4 separate regions of the Mus musculus genome follow, and all the other regions are linked to region 3. A link is a contact called in public promoter capture Hi-C data. All regions are on one chromosome and are shown on one strand. The core of a region is the stretch at or near the end of the contact, and the rest is flanking DNA. Distances in the headings are between cores, read along the strand shown. Region 1 holds the start of Tmem35b (transmembrane protein 35B). Region 2 holds the start of Sfpq (splicing factor proline/glutamine rich (polypyrimidine tract binding protein associated)). Region 3 holds the start of 9930104L06Rik (RIKEN cDNA 9930104L06 gene). Region 4 holds the start of Smim12 (small integral membrane protein 12).

Region 1 (3,336 bases), core at 764-3,263, 2.2 Mb after region 3:
CTTCTCAAGCACCTGTCTGTGCGATGCCACCTTTTCAGCCTTGACTGCATCCAAACAGAGAGACCTTCGGACTTGCGGTCCCACCCTAAGACTGGCAGTCACATCATTAGTTCCAAGGATAGAAAAGTTAGCAAAGGAGAAAGAGTAGTATCCGTATTGCTTATCATCAGAGTGTATAATTTTGTGTTAAATTTTGTATAAGTATCCTAAAATACAATTTGCTAATGTATCTGTATTTTCAGTGATTAAATGTTTTAATATTTTTCCTTTGTTGTACAGGGATTTAAGAATTGTGGAACTGAGCATAATTATATGTAATTTTAATAACACAAGGGAGAAAATGTAGCCTTTATGTTGGTGATTGTTCTTGAAGTTTCAAGAGGAAATGTCTTGTTTACGGAGTTCCCCAAGAGACCAGGCCAACCCACTTGTCCCAGTACACCAGTTAGAGGTGAGCAGTGAAGGGCAGAGCAAGACTGGGCTGGGAAGAACAAATTGTGATTCATTGACCCCACCCACCTCAGCAGTTTTTGTTTTGTTTTGTTTGAGACAGGGCCTCTCTGTATAGCCCTAGCTATCCTGGAACTCATGTCAACCAGGCTAGCTTAGAACTCAGAGATCTGACTACCTCTGCTTCCTGACTGCTGGGACACAATGCCACCTTAGTTTGAAGGACTAACTGGGACTCTGAAATATCACAGGAAAAGGGAACAGTGGAGGGTTGGGCGCCTGACAGTCGGACTTCTTGGTAAGGACAGTCGTCTGATTGATGGTTCTTTCAGTTCTAGTTTTGCAAATGGTTCCCACTTTAGGGAGCAGTTTGGTTTTAGCCTCATCACTGTGGCATTTGCCCCATTTAAGGCCTGGTCTGCTCTGCCAGACTCGCTGCTGCTTGGAGCTGGCTTTGCTTCTTCACTGTCATTATGCTTTTGGGTGAGTTTTGTCTTTCCAAGGTTATCTATCACAGGAGAAAGTGACTCAGGGGAAAAAAAGTGACAAAACAGAGTTAAGTTAGGCCAGCAACCAGTACCTTCCTGCATGACCAAGTAGGCATGTGCACTTTAAAAACATGAGCAGTTTTAGTCACCAGCCATATCGCCAGCCCTCCGAGAGTTATGTAGATGGAAGCAGATCCAAGTACGTGGCCAGTAAGCATGAACAGTGGGAGGGTTTGAGACCATAGGGCTTCTTTTGGACCCATAGACCAGGGCTTGGGAATTATTTTATTTTATTTTATTTTGAGACTGGCCTTTGCGATATAGTCCTCACTAGCCTAGTTCTTGCTGTGAAGTTCATTCAACTCTGGGCAGTCCTCAGGCCTTATCCTCACTAGTTGGGGAATTACAGGCACATCATGCGTGGCAGTAGCCAGCTTTCATGAAAGGTCAGATAGTATTCAGTGGCTCAGCCATAGATGGTATACAAATGGATGCAGGTCAACACTTTCACCCTTGTACCCCGAGGTGTTAGTTTTATATAATTTTCAATTGTTGTGAAAATTCCTTGAACATTGCTTAATCATTTCTAGAATGTTATTATTTTCCTTATGGGTGTGTGTTAAAAAACTCGACAACCGGAAAAAATTGGTCCTCTGTTTGCCAGTGCAACCAAGTAAGGGATTCTTTAAATATCTTTCTCATTTTTCTTTTGGTTGAGCAATGGGAGGGGCAGGTATTTTAGGCATAGGTGGACCAGAAAAACTTACAGTTACTGCTTTATTGCTCATTAATTGTAGGGTTCACTGATTTTCTAGTAACTTTCTGAAGGCCATTGTGCAACTTCCATACAGCTGCAGACCCAGAGACACTCAGGGAGTTGGGTGGTGTCAGATTCCTCTAGCACGGGTGGGTTTGAAGGCCAGATCGCGTGGACACACACCCGATACTCCGCACCCTCCACAATGAGTACAGCCTGTAAGGAAAGGCCTCAGTGGGCGGGTCTTAGCGGAGGTGGCCATCAGTGGGCGGGGCTGAAAGTTGGGCGTAACCGGGTGGGCGGGCCGGACCGACTGTAGTCTTCCGGTAGGGAGGAAGAGTCGTCCAGGAAGGCGGGCGCTGCTATGTCGTTCAGGGTAGGCGTGTTGCGGGTTCTGCTTGGCGTCTTCTTCGCGCTCACCGGGGCTGCCAAGCTCTTTCAGGTCTCGGCCCCCGTGTCACAACAGATGGTGAGCGGCACCCGGGGAAGGACAGTGTGTGCTCGGTTCCCGGGGGCTTCATGCCTTCGGGCTCGAGGCCGCCTGGGCCTTTCCTCCTATTTTCTACACCTTCTCCAGGTGGGAGGGCACGGGACTTAACTGCTGGCTGAGCATGTTGTCCCCAGGCCGATTTAGAGTTGGAGAAGTGATGGGACTCAGGAGGTCCAGGAAGACAAAGTGAAAAAGTGACCTAGCACCCCTCTCCACCCCACATCCACCAACCCATTGTTCCAGGTTGGGGAGGCAGAATTTTACTTTATTTGGTTTTTGTTTGTTTGTTTGAGCTGGTCTTCTGAATGTGTCCCTCTGGCTGGCTGGCCCGGAGCTCACTCAGTGTAGTGGCTGGCCTCGAACTTGCAGAGATCCACCTACCCCAACCTCCAGACTACTGGGATTAACGGCTTACCTACCTTAGAAATCTTTTTTAAGCTTGAAACTAGTCATGATGGTAAAATGTAATTTACCAAAACATTACACAGCTATTCAAGCAAGGCTCAAAGTAGACCAATCTAACTAGACTCCTCAGTGTCCCACGCAGCCTGGGACAGAAGCATAGAAGTCACTGACTGTAGTTCCTTATCCCGAGAGGGTCTACCAGCAGTTTCCAGACCCTCAGAGAAGCCAGGCTCTGTGGAAGACCCCTGTTGCCACCTCCCAAGCCTGGGTACTACTACGATTTTCTTCTCCTTTTCCTCCTCCTCCTCTCCTCCCTTCCTCCTTTTTTCTTCTTCCTTTCCTCTTTCTTCTTCCCCTCCTCTCCTCCCCTCCTCCTCCTCTTTTCTTCTTTCTTCTTCCCTAAGATGGTGGGTTCTTTAGGATAGATATGGTAAAAGCCAAACAGCTTAAACTCTCTGCAGGTGTGTCTCATGTGCGGCCCTTGGACCACATACACTCCAGGATAGCTGTCACTGTAGCCCAGCATAAAAGTGTAAATTTAAAATCCGTGCTTTTTTTCCCCCTTTCAATTCAGCTGTGGGGTTCTGGAGCAGCTCTGTAGGTGACAGTATGGAGCTCCCTCCTTGGAAGCCAGAGTAGGACAGGCAGGGCTGCTGTTGGACCACAGGAAACAGTCCTGAGGGTGGAGCAGGCCCAGGGAAGGGTCTGAGTAGGGTGTGTTACACCCCCTCAGCTGTTCCTTGTGT
Region 2 (3,256 bases), core at 199-2,698, 2.1 Mb after region 3:
TGGCCTGAAACTCACTGTGTAGACCAGGCTGGCCTAGAACTCAAGAGATATGACTGCTTCTACCACATGCCTGATGGGATCAAAGGCATGCACCAGCCCCATCCCGGTTAAAACCCAATGTTCATGAAGCTTTAAAGGGAGGGAATAAAAAGGAAATCTCGGCTGACCTGGTGGATGCATGCTTTTAGTCCCAGCACCTGGGAGGCAGAGGCAGGTGGAGGGCTGAGTTTGAGGCCAGTCTGGTCTACAGAAGTAGTTCTAGGACAGCCAGGGCTATGCAGAGTAACCCCGTCTTGAACAAAATCAAAAACAATTTCCTCTCCCATGATTTGTGCTTGTAAATTGTTACTGTACACACACATGGAGTCACATCTACCTCATTTACCCTTCTGCTGGAGAATAAAGTGAGTCTTCTGCATGTCACACAAGCCAGAACCCCAAAGGCTGTGTCCTCAGCTCTCTCCATACTTTTCCCTCTTGGACAAAGACTGCATTCACTCAAACCTAATGGCAAATTTTATAGTATTACAACAAACGTGTTGCTATGAAATAATGTTTTTTTTTTTCCCTTTTTTTTTTTTTTTTTTTTTTTTTTTTGGTTTTTCAAGACAGGGTTTCTCTGTATAGCCCTGGCTGTCCTGGAACTCACACCCGGCTTCCTTTTTCTTAAATCTTTACTTTTATTTATTCATTAATTTTTTTGGAGGCAGGGTTTCTTTGTGCAGTCCTGGCTGTCCTGGAATTTACTATGCAGCCCAGGCTGGCTTTGAACTTGGAGTCCTTTCTGCTTCCAGAGTGCTAGGATTAAAGGCATATGCCAAAACAACCGGGGCTTCTATTTTATTTTATTATTTTTATTTTATTACGTTTCATGTAGCCCAAGCTGGTTTTGAACTCAATGTAATTGATAATGTAAAGATAAACTTGCAGTCCTGATTACTAGTGCCTCCTCCTCCCAAATTTTGGGCTCACGTGTTTGCCAATCTGCTAGCCTTTGATAGGGTTTCAATAAAAGTAAAACCGTTGAGATTAAACTCTGTGAAATTGACTCTAACTTCATTGGCGTAGGAATAAGAGACAGCACAAGTTCAATTTATAACCTTGAACCCAGCGAAGATGTTAGCCAAGAATAGCGGACTACTCATAAGAGGAAAGAAAATAGCCTTTCAGCGCTATCAGGAGCTGATAGGGCCCTGGATATTTAATTTCACGCGAAAGTTGCAGGGCATGCCCATTCAAATTTCTTCCAACAAATCACAAAGGCGTATAGACACTTTCTTATCCGTTTATTGGTCAAATGGAAATCCCAGCCCTCCCTACCTCCCGCCTCTCACTAGGGAGCCAATTGGAAAAACTTAGGTTTCATCATCAAGTACTGTACTTGCTATTGGCTGTCCGAGCTGTCAATCTAGGGAAGGCGGGCCAGGCCGAACTGTCCTATTTAAGAAGAGGACAAAGGCGGCGCGCAGCTTGTGTCGTCCGCCATTTTGTGCTCAGCAAGGTGGCAACCACGTTCCCTGAGCGACTTCTCCGCTTCTGCCTCGACCGCCCCTTGACTACAGCTATGTCTCGGGATCGGTTCCGGAGTCGCGGTGGCGGCGGTGGAGGCTTTCACCGGCGTGGAGGAGGTGGCGGCCGCGGCGGCCTTCACGACTTCCGCTCTCCGCCGCCGGGCATGGGCCTCAACCAGAACCGCGGCCCCATGGGCCCGGGCCCTGGCGGCCCGAAGCCGCCGCTCCCGCCTCCACCTCCTCACCAGCAGCAGCAGCAGCCGCCGCCGCAGCAGCCTCCGCCGCAGCAGCCGCCGCCGCACCAGCAGCCGCCGCCGCACCAGCCGCCCCATCAACAGCCCCCGCCTCCGCCGCAGGAATCCAAGCCCGTCGTCCCCCAAGGCCCCGGCTCGGCGCCGGGGGTGAGCAGTGCGCCTCCGCCGGCGGTCTCGGCTCCGCCCGCCAACCCCCCGACCACCGGCGCCCCTCCGGGCCCTGGTCCAACCCCGACTCCGCCGCCCGCCGTCCCCTCCACCGCCCCCGGACCGCCTCCCCCATCGACGCCGAGCAGCGGAGTCTCGACCACCCCTCCACAGACCGGCGGCCCTCCGCCACCGCCCGCCGGGGGCGCCGGGCCGGGGCCTAAGCCGGGGCCAGGCCCTGGCGGTCCAAAAGGCGGCAAGATGCCCGGTGGGCCTAAGCCTGGAGGTGGCCCGGGCATGGGCGCTCCTGGTGGCCACCCGAAGCCACCACACCGAGGTGGCGGCGAGCCCCGTGGGGGCCGGCAGCATCATGCGCCCTACCACCAGCAGCACCACCAGGGGCCCCCTCCCGGCGGACCGGGACCGCGCACGGAGGAGAAGATCTCCGACTCGGAGGTGAGCGGGTTCTCGAGCAAAGCCGTCCGTTTCCCTAAGATGGCGGCGCCTGCCTACCCTCGGCGTTTTTTTTTCCTCTTCCCCCCCGCCCGCAGCCTAGAGGGCCTCCATTTTGTCCCCTGCCGGAAGCGCTCCTGCGCATGCTTGCGCAGGCGGGGCGGACGCGCGGCGGGCTGTGGAGGCCGCTAGGGATTGGCTTCCAGCGGGAGGGCATCCTCACGTCTTGGCGGTAATCCGCTAGAGGCTAGCGGTCCGGTCCCTTGGGACCCAACTAGTGCACGTCGGAGGCCTCTGTTTGGGAGAAAACAGGGCAACTTGGTGCTGTCTTCCTAGTCTGCATTTAGAGCTATTTGTTGACGTCAGAGGTGTATTGATTGGCGTTTGCTGATAAAGAGGCGATGTGTTTCAAAGCATTTTGTATACTCTGCTTCATATGGATTAGAGTTAGTGATCCTGTTGGATCCCCAAATATGGTTCAACCTGCTAGCCCTCATGGGAAAAAAGGGAGATCGTTAACGAATGCACGATGGCCTACTTTGGGACCACTAGACTTTTCCTGCTTTGGTGTATGAATTCCGTCCGATTTCTTTATTAGGGATTTAAAGCCAACTTGTCTCTCTTGCGGAGGCCTGGAGAAAAAACTTACACACAGCGCTGTCGGTTGTTTGTGGGGAATCTACCTGCTGATATCACAGAGGATGAATTCAAAAGACTGTTTGCTAAATACGGAGAACCCGGAGAAGTTTTTATCAACAAAGGCAAAGGGTTCGGGTTCATTAAGCTTGTGAGTGTAATTTTTTTCCCTTTTGTGAAAGTTTTTAGGCATGCTTTTAAATGGGAAGAATTAACGAGCCTTTAAGTTTTTTTCATCAATAGAAATCAGAATAG
Region 3 (2,967 bases), core at 368-2,867:
TAAAGGCGTGCGCCACCACTGCCCGGCCTACTCCTATCTTTGTAGTTCACAAGACAGAGCTGTTTGAGGATACTGTCCGAAATGAGCTCTGACAAAAAACAAATAATTTTTCTCTTAATTTATTCATTCATTTTAGAAGGCTGAGTTTGTACAAGTATTTCCCGGATGTGTGAAAATTATGTGAAATTGACATTTCAGTTTGCCCAGAAATCAAACTCATCACGGCTCTTTTGGAACTGTAACAGAAATGCAGTTCCAGAACTCAAGACTGTTTGTTACCTGGCCTGCTAAGGACAGTGGTTTGCCTACCACTGGCCTGGCTGGATGGCAGGCAGTTTCCAGTGGGGCTGAGCAGTAGGGTCTCCCCAAAAGATGGATGTGTTCTCCCAAAACACTCCCCCTGGATACAGAGATGCTGAGAAGACATGATGCGTCCTGCTCTTACAGTCCTCTCCCTCCGCTGTTAAGCTGCAGGACAACTCTTACTGTCCTACTGAGCGACTGCATCCCTGCCTATTGGCAGGTAGGCTAGCATAGGTTAGGTCATGTCAGTGCGGAACAGCCTCCCCCAACCCCTGAAAAACCTTCAATTATCAGCTCACTTTGTACTATAGATTTGAGATCTCGGCCTCGCCCCTCTTCCTTCAGGCCTCCATCATTCTATTTCTGGTATATCTCTTCTAAAGCTCTCCCATTCAAACGTGAAGGTGAGATGCACTGTCCTAATAGCGCTCATCTGAAGGGTAATTCATGCCTACTTCTTTCCTATGGGCCCACCATTCTTTTATAAGTTATGACAGATGGCAATTTCCTACCGGTGGTTATTTTAGACCTTATTAAGAAGGGGACATCTGAATGAGTCCCTACAATAAGCTTTCAAGATAAGCACTCGTTGGTCACGGGGAAAACGCTAGCAGCTCTTACCGAAGTAGTCAAGCCACTTCATCCCTTGCAGCGCCTTGGGGAGCCGAAGGATCTCGATGTTGTACAGATTTTCCACCTCCTTGAGGAGGGTCTGTCTGTCGGACTCAATTTGCTTGGTTCGAACTTGCACTGCAAAGAGGTGAAAGCGGACGGATCCCGCGTCAGGTGTGCGAAGCCGTCGCATCCGCGTCCCAACCCACCCAAAACCCACGATCACGCGAATCCACCCCTTACCCTCGCGGTCGAAGTCCTTCAGGAAGGAGGCGAGCTTCCGGCTCCGCAGCGTGTTGGTCCTGGTTCCGCGGCTGCTGCGTTTCTTGGGAGCCATGGCGCCTGGCTGCGTCGAGCGAGGGGCCAAGCAGCCGGCTCCGCGACTGAGACGGGGAGAGGGTGTGAGCGGTCGGAGAGCTGAGAAAGTTCAGTCGTTGGAGTCTAGGTTTCCAGAACTCTGCCGAAACCTACCTGCAGGTCCCAAAACACAGTCTGAGGAACCCTCACAGCTCCAACTAAGGGACGGGCGGCTCCTCGGTTAACCGCCACCCAATTCAAACTCAACGGGCACAGCCTAGCCAATAGCAAATCGCCGTCTTAGGACGGTTCTCACCACGCCCAATCACAATAAAGCTTCTTCTCCTTCCGCCAGCCAATCCTCATGGAGGACTTCAATGCCCAGATGTCATTGCGGCACACGCCATCTTTTCGCGACTCCAGAGTCGTGCTAACTGGAAGTAGAGTGGTGAGTTCGTTCTTGTGAATAAGCGCGGTGTAGTTTTTGATGTACTCAGCGTTGACATCGCAGGATTTACGTTTTCCTGTTGATTTAGGGCTGGAAATCTTAAAGAGAGGCGACAAGACTGACTCCAGAAGCACAGGTCCCGGAACAGACAGACCCCAGAGACTCGCAGTCTAAAGCAGATTGCCCTGTCGTGAAGAAACCCCTTCGGAAGACCCGAAGCAACGGTCTTCCTGCAGAGAGAAGGTAAGAGGACCGCCAGAATCAATATTCTTGAGTGTCCGCGGTTACAAGACAGAGACACAGCTCCACTCTGCAGCGTGGGGAGTTGCCCTAGCCTTTTAAGGACTTGAGCTCAGTTGATGGCCCTGACGCTGAAAAGAACTCAGCACTAGCTGAGCTCAGTTGATGGCCCTGACGCTGAAAAGAACTCAGCACTAGCTGATTTATGAAGCAGAGTTACATGAACATATTTGCTACGGGGCCTCACCATATAACGCTGGCTATCTTGGAAGTCTCTGTGTATACTAGTTTGGCCTCGAACTCACAGAGATCTGCTTGTTTCTGTCTTTCCAGTGCTAGGATTAAAGATGCATTCGACAACTCCCAGCCTATGGCTGTTTTAAATACAGGCATAAGCACAAGAATTAAGAGAGAGAGGCAGGCACCTAGGCATAAAAGACACTTGCATGCTCCTCAGAGAATCTCAGAAAGTTAGACATAGCCACGTGGGTATGAGATTCTCTAGGGAGATCAGCAGTTGATTTTCTTTCTTTTCCCCCAGTTTCTTGAGACCAGGCTGGCCTCAAACCCAAAACCCGGCTCTGCTTCCAGAGGGCTGGAATTAAAGTCATGTTACATTAGCCACAATTACTTATTTTGGTGGCTTTCAGTTTACATCTCAAAAGGGTTTCTAAAAACCCTTGTGACTCCCTTCAAACAAGAAGTTGTTTGATAAGAGAAGTAAGTGAGGTGGCTTTCAAGATTCTTTGATGGTATTAAATCCTACAGATGTAAATGGGGTAGTGTGTGTCCTTTCTCTGTAAATGGGATTCCTGGTGAGATTTCTAGAACATGGAAGATTTACAGCAGGAAGGAAGAAAGGCTGTTCACAGTTGGTAAGTGTACTTGCAGGAATTCTTCCTTCATTGTTGGCTGAAGGTGTCAGCCCACTTCCAGGACTAGGAGTTCTTGTTTGTGTCCCCCAAAGTCTCCCTACCTTTCATTATTGCCTTGGGACTATTTGAAGACCAACAGCTGGTCTTCTCCTGAGGTCGGAAATGACGCAGCCTTGATGCAGGCCCTCCCTT
Region 4 (3,423 bases), core at 478-2,977, 2.3 Mb after region 3:
GTATTTTCTTACTGGTTTTTTTTTTTTTTAAATACAAATAGGTCTATAAGATGGTACTGTGGTTAAGGAACACACCACTCTGCAGATGAGCCTAGCTTGGTTCTCAGCATCCATGTCTGACAGCTCATAAACTCCTGTGTGTCTGACGCCCTCTTCTGACTTCCATGGGTGCCTACATTCATTGCACCCCCCCCTTACACACACATAATTAAAATCATTTTTAAAAGGTTATAAATATATTTTCTCAGATTAGCAGGCCACAGAGTCAAGATTTGAATTAATTAAACAACTAATTCCAGTGTTTGGTATTTTACTTTATTTTTAGACAGGGTCTCAGCTTGTAGTTCTGTGTGATCTGGAAGTGCTAACTGACTCCTTTAATTGATATAGGATCTTGGTGTAGAGCCAAGGCTGGTCTTGCGCCTCAGGACTTCTCAATGCTGTCATTTCCACTTTAGCTGGGGATTCTGTGCTTACCCAGGTCTGCTGGAGGGAACTTCTAGTCACTATTAAGATCCAGCTTAGGGATCTGTCCTTCCAGGGAACCTCCACTCATTCTTCTTGTATGGACGGACAGTGTCCTCTGTTATGACACTGTGTGGGTCTTCCTGTTTCTTCTCCATCCAGGAAACTACGGAGGGCAGTCCCCATTTGTATCGCCAATGTCTAGCTTGTAGAATGGCTAAATGCCAGCCTGTGTTCTAGACTGTTCTGATCTCTTCCCACAGATTCAATGCACAAGTAATCAAGGTCTGATAATCACGGTTGCTAATTTCTGGCAGCTTCTTCCTCCCCATCTTCGCTGTCAGGCTTAGCTTTGGGCTCTTTGATCTAAAAGAGGAAGAATCTCTAACTTGACAGTACAGTCTTGAAGACGCTTCCTGTGAGAGTACCCGTGACCTTGAGAAATGGCTCACTGCTAACTTAAGGGAAGCTGGGTAGACTTAAGGGAAGCTGGGTAGAGCACTCCAGGTAGATGAAAGAACATGGACACACAGGCTTCAAACGTTGATTTTTAGCATGCTATTAGTGGGAAGGAGACTGGTCAGGTTGAGAGCAGTGTGGGCAGGTTGAGAAGGCAGGACTATGGTAGTCCATTAGAGAGCTTGGGGTGTGAGGCTTTTTCTTATATGTGATAAGTATAATTCCGCTCAGGGACAGGGGAAACATGGAGGAAGGAGAGTGAGTACTTGCGATCAGAGGGTCTTGGTACTTTCAGCAATTTGTAGACTCACTAACGCTACAATCTAGTTCCCTGCGAGATGTGTGCCTGGCACAGTATTTTACAAACAAGATGTTATCTAACCCTTGCAACATCCCTGCTGAAATGGAAGGTTTTAACGCTATGCAGAAGAATTGAGGCTCAGATTAATTAATGATGTTCCCAAGGACACACAGCCTGAAAGCACAGATCCCAAGAAGATTGAAAGTACTAGGTTATTCTCTGCTACGGGAGCTTCTGGAGGTCAGGGGTTGGGTTTTCGGTTTCAGTAATATCCGACCTAGGTAAGTCTCGGAAGACACCTAATGAACTTCATTTGGATCAATGAAAGCTGACTATTCTTTTTTCTTCTTCACAAGCATGTGGCAACGTCACAGGGGAGCCTCCGAGCCGTCAGGGGGCGCTATACTATTCTGCGTTTAGTCCAACGCAGGGTCGGGTGCCTGGCTTCCTTTCTTCTGTAGCTGGCTGGAGCTCAGCCAATCGCTGCTCTCCGAGAGATGCCAGTGGGCGGGGCCTCGGGCGCGCCCCGCGGGCCACTGGGAACCTCGGCGTCCCTGTTGCTCCCGGCTAGCGGGCGCAGCGCGGGACCTGTCCGGGGTGTGCGGGCTGGACCGCAGGTGAGTTCCCAGGGCTGAGGGCACTTCGCTTCCCAGGATCGCTGGCCCCCAGTCCCACGGGAACGGCTCCTCCTAGTTGAGGGAGCGATGGTTTCCGTGACCCGCTCGGCCTCGGCCAGCTTTTGGTGGCCGAGTGTGGACTGTGGTCAGATCTCGTCCGCCTCAGGCCCCTGCAGGCCGAAGGGTGACGAAGCCACGCGTGTGGCGTGACTGGACAGGGAACAGGAGCTGATGACCCGAACCTCACTGGCGCTCCCATCCCAACTTGGCTGGCTGTCAAGGCTGATGGTTTCACCTTCTCGGACCTCCTACGACTGCTCTCATTTGGAGAGCTTCCGGTGGGCTCAGGCACTGGGACAGGTTTCCTGGCGGCCCGGTTGACCTGTACCTGGAGCCTTTGGCTGGCGCCCCTGCGTGTCGGGCTGGAAATAGGCGTTGCAGTATTTGGGAAACACTTGTGCTACTTACATTTTGATACCTTCGGGATGACTTCATGAAGTCTAGCTGCTTATGATCATATCCCTATACCCCTTTGTGAGTGCGGGTGGAAGGCTGCTGTAGTCTTCCATAAACAAAGCAACATGTTTATGCTGCCTGTCATTCATTCGACCAACAAACTTTTTTAGCTCTTTGCTAGGGAGGATAGCAAGGGTGGGAAGAGGCACAGAGCATAGGACGATCCGGACATCCTTAGTTCTTAACCTTGTGGAGCTCCAGGGTGTTTTGAGAGCTGTAGACAGGTAGGGTAGGCCCACATAGCTTACCGAAGAGAAGGTTGTGTTGTATACATGGATGACTGGAATTCGGACAAGAGCACATAGAACTTGGGCTTTCTATGTACAAGAGTAATACTCATAGACTGGTGCTTGATATGCCCGCCCTAAGACAAATTGGAAAATTGAGAGTCTCTACCCAGGAATTGTATAAAGGACTTGCACTTGGTGTGGACCTGTGATCACAAGCACTTGGCACTGGAAACAGGAGCGTCGGCAGATCAAAGTTATCCTTAGCTACTTTGAGGGTTTGAGGCCAGGCTGGGTGCCATGAGAACCTGTCTTAAAAATAAAAACAAGCCCAACGGTGGTGGCACATGTCTTTAATCTTGGCACTAAGGAGGCAGAGGCAGGCCAGTCCAGTCTCTGAGTTTGAGGCCAGCCTGGTCTACAGAAGGAATCTGAATGGCAGGGCTACACAGGGAAACCCTATCTCAAAAAACCAAAACCAGCTGACCAAACAAACCCCAAAACTTAAAACAGAAAATAGAACGAAGTACTGAGTTAAAAATAGAATGGAGGATTGAGTTTGGGGTTCTTTGGAGCTTCCCCTCTTTGTTAATGTGTACATTGTAAGGTTTCTCGGATCTCATGATATAACTTCAGAGCTCAGAAGGAAGGAAGACTTTCAGTGTAATGAAAAGCCAAGCTAATGGGGAGCTGTAGGAGGCCCTCCACACATCTAGGGTGTGAACGGACACCATGCATACATCTGCAGAGTGTTCTTTCTGCTAGAAAAAAAGCCCAGGCTTGGCCTCAGACCAGCGGGCCTGCCACTTGTATGATTTTGGCAAGCTGACACAGTGTC

The links. Promoter capture Hi-C pulls out the DNA fragments that hold promoters and counts their contacts. Capture Hi-C pulls out chosen DNA fragments and counts their contacts.
Region 1: a contact with region 3 is called in a promoter capture Hi-C map of pre-B cells, with 4 times the contacts expected there. The contact joins the promoter of Tmem35b here to the promoter of 9930104L06Rik in region 3. A contact is called at or near these places in 5 of 39 promoter capture datasets (the 3T3-L1 cell line, cranial neural crest, liver and 1 more).
Region 2: a contact with region 3 is called in a promoter capture Hi-C map of pre-B cells, with 2.6 times the contacts expected there. The contact joins the promoter of Sfpq here to the promoter of 9930104L06Rik in region 3. A contact is called at or near these places in 3 of 39 promoter capture datasets (cranial neural crest, liver and pre-B cells).
Region 4: a promoter capture Hi-C map of liver shows a contact between it and region 3, with 4 times the contacts expected there. The contact joins the promoter of Smim12 here to the promoter of 9930104L06Rik in region 3. A contact is called at or near these places in 3 of 39 promoter capture datasets (liver and pre-B cells), 1 of 484 Hi-C or Micro-C datasets (B cells) and 1 of 9 other capture datasets (liver).

What each region holds. Positions count from the first base shown.
Region 1 is chr4:127,124,030-127,127,365 of GRCm38.p6, forward strand. It overlaps Tmem35b (transmembrane protein 35B), which reads left to right and starts at 2,014. Exons shown (of 3, transcript NM_001099319.2): 1 at 2,014-2,164. The coding sequence starts at 2,060. It overlaps Zmym6 (zinc finger, MYM-type 6), which reads left to right. Exons shown (of 14, transcript NM_001285885.1): 14 at 1-345. The coding sequence ends at 148.
Region 2 is chr4:127,019,853-127,023,108 of GRCm38.p6, forward strand. Sfpq (splicing factor proline/glutamine rich (polypyrimidine tract binding protein associated)) reads left to right here and starts at 1,449. Exons shown (of 10, transcript NM_023603.3): 1 at 1,449-2,368; 2 at 2,964-3,152. The coding sequence starts at 1,565.
Region 3 is chr4:124,935,431-124,938,397 of GRCm38.p6, forward strand. It overlaps 9930104L06Rik (RIKEN cDNA 9930104L06 gene), which reads left to right and starts at 1,618. Exons shown (of 5, transcript NM_177573.3): 1 at 1,618-1,903. It overlaps Cdca8 (cell division cycle associated 8), which reads right to left and starts at 1,487. Exons shown (of 10, transcript NM_026560.4): 1 at 1,159-1,487; 2 at 925-1,053. The coding sequence starts at 1,252.
Region 4 is chr4:127,242,057-127,245,479 of GRCm38.p6, forward strand. It overlaps Smim12 (small integral membrane protein 12), which reads left to right and starts at 1,728. Exons shown (of 2, transcript NM_030252.2): 1 at 1,728-1,842.